Linked DNA regions of Gossypium hirsutum: region 2 is linked to region 1. The links are chromatin contacts, called in public Hi-C maps. All regions are on one chromosome and are shown on one strand. Each heading gives the region's core, a stretch centred on a gene start, on an enhancer-like site or on the middle of the called end of the contact. The rest is flanking DNA. Distances are from core to core; before and after follow the strand shown. Region 1 holds the start of LOC107886635 (50S ribosomal protein L15, chloroplastic). Region 2 holds the start of LOC107886646 (IST1 homolog).

Region 1 (5,263 bases), core at 1,006-3,505:
AATGTATGCAACTACAATGGAGTATGCAAGGACACCACTTTCAATATGATATGAGAGTCTTACCTCTGGAAGGGAGTGACATGGTGCTTGGGGTAGATTGGATGAGGACATACAGACCACTCGTGTTTGATTTCAAAACCATGACTCTCTCTTTTCAAAAAGATGGTCAGCAAATCACTCTTAAGGGGACAACAAGAGGGCCAACTGAAAATTATTCTGGATAGCAAGCTACAAAAGTCGGTGGAAAAAGATCCCAAGGTACTTGGACAACCTTACTTGCTTAGTAGTGACTATCTAGAAATAAGCACTTCACCTCAGCTACGGCCACTATTGGATTCTTTTGCTGATGTCTTTGAAAAGCCAAAAGGCTTATCCCCTCCAAGGGCACAAGAGCACAGTATTCCACTCAAACTGATCAATCTGCCAATCATCACATGATCTCACCACCAATGGTAACTATTAAACTACTTCCCACATATGAAATAGAAGCATATTGTTTGCTTGGAATTCGTCATTGTTTCAAAGTGACAGACTTTTTCTCTCTCAACTCTTTTATTTTTATTGCTTACTAACTTGATTTTCAAAACCAAGTATTTTGCAAATACTCTTGCTTTTCTAAAAAACATACTAATTCGTTTTAGAACAAATTCCATCCTCCTCTTGTTTGATCAATATACTTGACCTAACTCATTTAAACAAATAGATGATGAAAACCTTTTATATCTAGGAAAACGAAGGGGTACACTGTGAGTCACTATTTACTTCAAAATGAATGTAGTCAATATAAGCGGTTCTATGCAAACTTGGGTAGGAATAACCCTAAAGCAATATTTCACAGTGAAACTGTTAACCATAATAAAAGGCTTCATTTTTGTCTTAAATAATTAGTTCCATTTAGCATATTAAGTTCTCTTATGTTCTTCAAATTCTCAAATGAGGCAATAATGGTAATCATTATCTTGCCCTTTTTACTAGATTCATTCAATTTGATCTCAAAATATATTACAAGAAGGTTAGGCTTTTGTAACACAAATGCAAATGTGAACAAAGCTTTTGGGGCCTTAAGACTAGCCATAGGATAAGCAAGAGCTCCATAGTAACGGATACTACAACTAAGCTTCAAAATAAATTCACAAAAGAAGAAAAAAGAAAATCCTAACAATATGAGTAAGGAAAATCCTTCAAACTCCTCTAAAGCATTATCAGCATCAGAATCTCTACCTTGTAAAACCATCCTCAGATTTTCTCCTTCAACACAATGGATAATTTTGGTAGCTTGGGAGGGGCACTACTAAGGGTAAACGAAGTTTTATTAAAATACTAGAGGTGTTGATAAATTTCAGTAAAAACTGGTTTAGCATTTCAGCTTTTTAGTTACATTGGAAATATCTTCCATAAATATTTGACATGTGCACATTTATATATTTATATTTTCTCCCTAAGACAAGCTTTTTATGCTCCCTACCATAAATGGGAAGAAGAAAATGATTTTACTTATAAACACCCCAGCACCAGCTCCATTATCCCAGGAATTCTAACCCAGAAACCACAATTCCATAATAAAGCATTTGAAGTAAAAATAAATAAATAAAGATTACCTCCGGCAATTCCTCTCAATTTGGGGATACGCCTATAGAGTGGCATTTGGCCACCCTCAAATCCCTTTCTAACACCTGGGCCAGAACGTGATTTTTGACCCCTCATTCCAAACCCACAGCTCCCACCTTGTCCAGCCGATATTCCTCTCCCCTTTCTCTTCCCTTTCTTTCTTGACCCAGGCTGAGGTCCCAGGTTGTCCAACCGAAACCTCATATTAGAAGCTGTAACCGACACTTGGGTTGTTGCTGCTTGGTTCACAACCACTAAAGACCGTGTCCCCTTTCGTGCCTCTACCCCTTGCTGCTTGGTCCTGATACGAATAATGTGAAAAGGGTTTGGTTTTAAATTCCTCAGATTTCCCTGCAACAAATAGGGGCGGAGGGGGAATTCAAGTAAGCAATCCGAAGTGGAACATAAAATAAAAGAGAGAGGGAAAGAAGAACCTTGAAACTGGAACGAAGAGAGGGTAAAGTTGTGATGGGAGGATTTGGAGAGAGTGAGAGCATGGTTGCCATTGCAGTGAAGATGTTGAAGATGAAATGTAAAAAGCTATGTCATGTATGATTTTAATGCTCAAATGCTTTACACTTTGATGTTTGTGGAAACGGATAAGATGTGTAATCTTTAGAGGAGACGAGGGAATTATTTTAGTTTTTAAGGGCATTTTTGTAAATCTATGTTTTAATTCAAATACCGCCGCCCGTACTGCCTTCATGGGCTGGGTATGATTTGGGTGGACTTGGGCTAAATTTTTCAGCCTGATCCAACTCATTTTATTATTTAAAAATAATTATTCAATGATAAAACAGGATATGTTCCATGAATTCTCTCTTTAAACACGAAAATCATTCCTCAAGTCATGTTCCGAGGTCAACCTAACTTTGGAGCCTAATCTTCACATAAGGGTTAGTGTTAGTGTGTTGGCTGCTATCCTTAAGTCATATGGAATCAGTAGGCAATGGAAATTTATATATATAATTCATTTGATTTGCTATAGTGGGAATCTGAATGGGAATAGTTATATGTGTGTTTATTTGGTGTATTATATATTATAATTTTGTTTGTCTATTTAGTTTATTAAAAATAGTTTATTTTATTATGTTTTTTAAGATTGGTGTTAAAATCTTTCAAGATAATCTACTAATCATTATTTAAGTATGCTCAATTGCATATCCATCTAATTCACTCATCCTCTTAATCAATTTATAAATTCCATTTTTAAAAAAATATATGAAATTAATTTTTAAAAAATTTAATCAAGGCTTGAAGATTAAGCAACCATAGTTGAAGGGTTTCATTCAATTCGCTCTTCAAATCCATCCAATTTGCTTTAGAATTCCAAATCCATTGTGTCTTGTTTCTTCTCCAATTTGTTTCATGTTCTGGAAATTGGCACTCCAAGGTAGCATCAAAATTGACCCCTTCAAGGATTCCAATTTCTTCTTTTTTTTCCATTTACTTTTATATTTTTGCCGACTTCTAATTCTGAAATCCAGGAGAAACCACAAGCTTTAATCAAGGGTAGCCTCTTTGGTTTTAATGATTTGGTTCATTCCTTGGAGTCCCCAATTTCTTCGGCAATCTCTTCGTCGTCCATATGCTCCTCTAGGTATAAGAAAGGTAATTACCTAACTCTAAATGCATGAAATCATCATTTGGATATTATTTAGCTTTCAAAGTTCTAGCTAATAGCGAATCAGGGTAATGCATTAAACATCGTCCCTATTTTGCAAGGAGGGCCAAACTAAATTTAGATAGATTCTTGAATCTCATTCCCCCATCTTCTTTTATATCGCATAGTTTATTCCAATTGCACTAATGAATCTGTAATAGCCCGTTTTTCAGTGGTGTCAAAAATAGTGGTTTCGGAGCCAATAAATTTGACGAATAAGTTCGTAAATATTATTATGAGTCAAATGTGATTTTAAAAAAGTTTTGGATGTGATAATTTATATTATTTAAGCAATTAATTAAGTTCTAGTGGTAAGACCCTAAGGTCAAATGGTTTTAGAAAATGAGGTATTGGAACCTCGTTTCTATAAACCGAGCCGTAAATATTGGAGTGCCATTAAGGTGGTTTTAAAGTTTCGTTGAAAAATTTTAACATTTCGATAGTTAATTAATTAAAAAGGACTAAATCGTAAAAGATGTAAAATTTGATCACTATTTGATTTGAGTGATTAAATGGTTAGTTGAATAAAGGAAAAGGGATTTAATTGGTAATTAGACCATTCAAGGAGTTAGTGGACAATTATGGCATGAAATTGGTGTTTTATTTATTTATTAACCAAGGTTAAAATGGTAATTTGATCAATTAAATTAAAATAAATAAAACCAAAATGCTTTATTCATCTTTTTCATTTTCTTCTTCACCATTTGTAAATGGAGAAAGAAGCCATTGTTAACCTTGGAATTTTGACAACTTGAAAAGCTAGCATGGTATGTCATTTTAGGGTCTATTTGTTTACCAGGAAAACATTTTCCGGAAAATGTTTTCCTAGTTTTCCAGAGTTTGTTTGCTTGAAAATCACTTACATTGGTAAAATATTTAGAAACACGGGAAAATGAGCAGGGATTTTGGGGAAAATGTCTTACCAATTTTATTTCTATAAGACATTTTCCATCTTTCCTCCTCCTTCCGTCCTTCTCTTTCTTCATCCAATTGGACCAGTTCCCTTCCTGAAACAAAGCTCAATGTAACTTTTTTATGCTTTACTCTGTATTTCATTCAATTTTTCACCTCTCTCACTCAAATCTTCTTCTTCCTTTTTTATTCATTTGTTGAAGAATCTATTTGGATTTTGCATCTGTTTAGAATTTGTATCAGTCTGTTGAAGAATCTTCTTCTTCTTCTTCTTCTTTTATGCTTTATTTAAAATCTATTTGTTTCTGGGTTTTGCATCATTCAGTTTATGCTTGCTCTTCTATTACTCTAGATTTGTTTTTTTTCTTTGATTTTCTGCTCTTATATAATATGCTTCTATCTTTATGAAACATAGAGCCTTTCTTTCTTAGTCAAATTCTTTCCTGACTTGAACCAAAGCAACTCTTTCACCTCTCCACGGACACTATCACTAAACCATAGCTACTTTCATCATTGATCTAGTGGCATTCTATCTTTCATCCCGTAGGCTAGCTGCTTGCTGCCAACATTTAGCATTCTTCCTTTATGGCATTAACAAAAACAAAGCATCGAGAGAGAGAGGAGGCCATTCCCCTATCTGTTCATTTTTTATTCAATCGAGTCCATAGATATTTGGTAACAAAACACTATCTTCCTTTTCTACTTTCTCTCTTCCAATTTCTTCCATAGATATGTGATAATGCAGTACAATTTTTAGGTGCGGAATATTTGTGTTGTATTATCAAGTTTCAGTTTGCTATAAAGGTTAATTTTGGTATCACCTCTTTTGTGCATGACTTTGGTATTCCCTCTTTGATGCATCAAACATTTTTTCCTTTGCAAATTTCAAGAGGTTGATCTGAGCAGAATTAAATATATATGCTTCCTAGGGGCTCTGCATGTTCACAAATTTGAAACCTTGCTGAAATATTTTCTTTACATCTCAATCACTTTTTCCAACTTCATAATCTTGTGTGATTTAATCTGCTCATGATGCCCTTTCATTAACCTAGTTAAAAATGGAAGTTGGAGAGTTTTGCT
Region 2 (5,263 bases), core at 1,759-4,258, 200 kb after region 1:
GTGGGAGACTAATAACTATAGAGTCACAAAAAATAGAACAGTCGTATAATGAAGCAATGTTCTTACCAGTCAGATAAATCAATTTCAAAAAGTGCAAGTTAACAAACACTACAAGGTAGAGATTGGCAACAGGAAAACTATAAACAGAACTCAATAAACATGGAACATGAGAACTATAGAGTAGCTGATACATAATTCGAAGTCAACAGATTTTGACGATGGGGAAACTTGAAATTTCATTTTGATTATCTGAATTCATAGAGTACTAAGAACTATATTATATCCTGAGAAATAATGTTGGGATGTCAAAATGAATAGGCACAAATCTGAACAGAACTCTCTAAGTCATTTCACTATTATAGGTAGAAACAACAAGGATGCATAAACAGATTCTAGCAGCTGGTTTAAACAGCAAAGAAAGCACTATAAATATCAAGAGCATGGATCATGAACCAGAAACAACTCCAGAAGATAATGCCTAACAGAAGATACTATGCATAGTCCACAGAAAAAATATTCTGAAAAATTATTTAATTATGTGTACCAGTAAATCTTCATATTTCTTGTTGAACTCTGCTTCAGTGCCAGAAGAATCCCATTCTACACTATATTCTTGGGCAATTTCCTTCAATACTTTGAGCCTTATTTCACCTGATGGAGCACTAACTGAAAGCTTTTCAATTATCTAGATGACAGAAAGAAAAGGGAATCGAATCAGAAATGGCATATCATCTATTCAAGTTGCAAACTCCACGAGTCTAGCAAAACCATTGAACCACACAAGAGAATTTTAAATGAACTAATGATATATATTTTTTGAAAATAGAACTAATGATAATTAACTGCACGGTTCACGCCAGAATCAGGACGAAGCTCCGTTGCAGCAATGACAAATTCCTTTCCATACTTTGTGGCAAACAAATTCTTGATCTGCAATAAATCAGGCACATCTGAACATCTAGGAGCAGCAAAAATTATGCTTGCCACAGCTTCTCGTAATTCTGGAGGACAGTCTCTGTTACGTGCAAAGACATGTTAAAATGGGTAGTTAGGTTGTGCAAAGAAATGAAAACACTTAAGATGCTCAAATTCTTGACTAAGAAAACCAAAATAATTCAAATGAGAATGACATAAAAATTCTTGAATTATAACTTGTTACACGTAAGATTATAATACAAAAACATAACTTGGAAGAAATATGTGGTTATCAGTTATCACACAATCATGCACCCAAACATTATTGAAACAATTGGAAAAGAATCAGAAGCTGTTGCTTCTATGGACCCAAGTTGGTATCCTCAAAATATACCCCTAATGCAGTAAAATCCACATTCATTTTCTTCAATGTAGCAATTGATCAAACTAAACAACCCGCGCTTTTGCTTTGTAATGAAAGAATGCATTTAGTGCTTTAGTTCCATTATTGTAAAATGCGAATAAATTTTGTATCCACATTTTCTCTTCCCTTAATTGCAATGTTGATTAGAGTTGCCCTCTGGTAAATCAGTGGCTTGCCTGCTCTCAGGAATTCTTAGTCCTAACATGATTTCTAAAGGAAGAAAATTATCCAGATTGAGAGAAGAGCCACTTGCAGGAAATAGAACAAGCAGGATGGGTGTCACAACCCTGCTCCTCAATATTATTTGTATGTCCTACAGCAACAGAGCATGCTGAGTGTAGCAGAAGAAAATGAATCAATAAAGTAGATTGATCCTTTCAGTAAATGATGGAAATTTTATACTATTGAAAGATTTTCTATACAATAATATATTTTCTTTCTAACATTAACTCAATTCTCTTCCTTCATCTCATTATGAACTTTTCAGGAAAAACAAAAGATTAGGACTTGTTATAAACAAATAAAACATAAAGGACTGATATCATGATAGAATAATTATTAAGTTTCTGGGATATAACCAGTAGACATAAATGATGATCATACGTAAGAATTTAACAATGGTATATGCATCACATAGCATCTAAAAGATAATGAGTAAACAGCGCTGTCAGCTGAGAAGAGAATTAAGAACTGTACTTCACAATTAACAATCAGCTTGAAAACTACATTGTATTTATATGTAAATTAAAAGATATAGATTTCAGCCTCTAGCTTTGCTCAGCAAAGTGTTTAACTATTGATGCAATATAACTTGAAAACACAAAAAGAATAGAAGAAAAAACCACTACCGATTAAATAAGGGCATGGTAAAATACTGGAAAGGAGACAAATAATAAACCATTAGGCAACACCAATAAAGCAAACGCCTAAGTTCTTAAAAGGCTTTTAAAATTGAACTTACTTCTGGCTTTCAAGAATTGGAACTCGGGCAAGAACAAACTCACAGAAAAGCTCCAGTATCTCATATGCAGCCCATATATTCTGCTCTCTGATTACATGTTCCACCTAACCCCACAACAAGAACAGCAAAAGAAAAAAATGGTAATCAAAATCATTATGAAATAAACTGATCAATGAGTCCATTAACAAACATTAAGTTGAAAAAGATACGCGAATTCGAGCAATTGGTTCCTGGCCAGCCTGCAAGAATTGGGCAATCTCTTTTCTCATATTCTTGAGCTGCAAATCTCTCTTATTTTGGAGCAACTTGATGCGCGAGATTGCCAAGCTCAAGCATGTTTTACTACACAATTGTACAGATCAAAAATAAACTTTAGCAAAAATATAAAAAGAAAACCCCAAAGTGAATCGCTTACATATATATGAACAAAAAGCAGAATCAAGTCGCACATGATAAAAACAATTGGGAATACGGGGGAAAATAACTAACCATTTTGCACCAAAAACGCCTCTATTAAACAATTGGTTTAAGAGAGACATTTTAGAATACAACAGAGGAGAATCTCTTTAGTGATGATTAAAAGGGGATATTTTTCGTCGATGAATTGCAGAGAAAAGTCAAAAATCTATATTGTTAATAGTTTTATACATTTGGAGTGGGATCATGAATTTTAGATCATCGGTTTTAGGATCCGTTGGGACCAAGATTAGACACAAGCATTTGATGAATTCGTATATTTATATCGGATTGGTCATTTTTATTTTTATTTTTTAATTACTTAATTAATGTATTTTTATTTTTAAATAATTAATATAAAATAATATTATTCAAATATTGAAAATTAAAATATATTAATATTTTTATAATTAAAATATTGTGACAATAAAAAAGCTTTAAATTATAAATAATTTTTTACTGAAAATGATAATGAAATTTTTTTTAGCTAGTAATTGAGTAAAATTACATAAATATCGAATATTAAAAGTGGAATTTAACATGCACATAATATGTAATATCAGTTTTAATAAAATATTTTTCTAATATATAAATTTTAATAATAAAAATAAAACATTAGATATATTTACCCAAGGTGATGTAGGAAGATGGCAAGTCATGAGAAGTAAATATTGAGTGGGGGCAATGAATATTTTCAAGTAGGAAAGAGAAAGTAATTTCTCATCAAGTAACCCAACTTTCATATACCAAAGCACTCTTCGATAGCTTGGATGTTAATCTTGAATAGACTTTAGGATAGATTTGCTTCATAGGCTTGACATTGGAAGAGGATTGCCTCCTTTTCAAGTAAGCATATGAAATTGGAGTTTTTTTTTCCTTCAGATTGTTACTTCACTAATAAAATATGACAACAAATTTTGGATTAAAGTGGGAGCACAAAGAAGAGCAGAGAATTGGGAAGATGACTTATAATGGGCCGTAAGGTACATTAAAAAAAAGTTTGGACAAGACAATTATCAAAATTTTCAAAATTGCTATGATCCATTTTGAAGGAACTATTGATGATTAAAAGAAGTACAAGGAAAGAGACAACAATTCACATGGTGGTGAGGTATTAAGAGTCATCAAAGAGAAAAACACCTTTAATGCCAAGGATGAGTTTTTATAAGCGATGATGACTATTCCTTTAACACATGGCTTATACTAGTCTTATCATGGTTGGCCACTTAAGGAGCAATAATGAACTTTTAGATAGGCGACGATAAGATTGACATAAACTAGGTGAGATCACACATGTGCTTCATGCATGTAAGAGGACTCATCACTTGTACTTGTCGAGGTAGATTAGAAATGCACCACGTGTCAACTGTGGATACGTTCACAAGGATCATGACTTACGAAGACATTATCATAGTTGAAGTCATACTGGCTAGGTTGAAACTAGAAAAGAAAGTTGCCCGAACACTTTTAATAGTATTGCACTTAGGGACAGTTGCCCCAAAAAAAAAAGTTATCATCCGAAAATAGTAAATAGAGACACATAGTTGCCCAAAAGAAAAAAATAGTTATCATCCGAAAATAGTAAATAGAGACACACTAGGTCCTCAACAACAAATAGAAACCCTATAGATCACTCCTTGCATTTCTACGTTACGAAGTAAAAAGCTAAGCCTTTTAGTACAAAGAATAAATAGATAGGAAGAAATCGGATCTCCTTGACGAAGCCCCCACTTAGGGAGTATTGAACCTACCTCCATTCCATACAAAGAAACCTAATAAGTCACAATCGTCACACAAAGTATTACCCAATTAGTCCAAGCTTCATCAAATCCCATCTTACGCATAATAAACTGTAAAAAGTTCCAGTCCACTCGATTATAAGCATTACTTATATCAATTTTCAAAGCTACATCCCCTACCTTGCCTCAACCTTTATTATACATATCATGAATTATCTCAAAACGCAATCAGAATATTATCTGTAATCAATCTTCCTAGTACAAGCACTAGCTGCATAGGGGAGATTATGTCCGGCAAAACCAACTTCATGAGATTCACAAGGACCTTGGCAATAATCTTATTTATAACATTGTACAAAGCTTTGGGTCGCAAGTCTTGCATCCAATTAGGCCGCTCCTTCTTAAGAATTAATACAAAAAATGTATCATTGAACCCCGACGGGAACTGACTTTGAGTGAGCCAACTAGTACACTAAGCAAAAACATCACTACCAACAATAGGCCAACATTGTTGGTAAAAAGCCAAGTTTAACCCGTTCGGCCCAGAAGACTTATCAGGGTGCATTTCCATACTCGTTTTAAACTCACCCTCTGTAAAAGAAGCAAGCAAAGAAGCATTATGTACAGCCCTCACAGATGAAGGAAAGCTTGAAAAGTTGTGAAAGCCGGCCTCTATAGACTTAGAGAACAATTGAACAAAATAATCCAAAGCAATCTGTCGCCCACCCGATGTATCAGTACAAGGATGGCCCGTGACATCATACAACA

The links. A called contact is a pair of places that touch in the nucleus more often than the background predicts.
Region 2: a Hi-C map of leaf shows a contact between it and region 1, with 4 times the contacts expected there. The contact joins the promoter of LOC107886646 here to the promoter of LOC107886635 in region 1. A contact is called at or near these places in 12 of 34 Hi-C or Micro-C datasets (callus, hypocotyl, leaf and 1 more).

What each region holds. Positions count from the first base shown.
Region 1 is chrA03:102,779,773-102,785,035 of Gossypium_hirsutum_v2.1, forward strand. LOC107886635 (50S ribosomal protein L15, chloroplastic) reads right to left here and starts at 2,256. Exons shown (of 4, transcript XM_016810665.2): 1 at 2,043-2,256; 2 at 1,599-1,959. The coding sequence starts at 2,114.
Region 2 is chrA03:102,982,477-102,987,739 of Gossypium_hirsutum_v2.1, forward strand. LOC107886646 (IST1 homolog) reads right to left here and starts at 3,009. Exons shown (of 6, transcript XM_016810682.2): 1 at 2,790-3,009; 2 at 2,510-2,642; 3 at 2,301-2,404; 4 at 844-1,015; 5 at 545-685. The coding sequence starts at 2,839.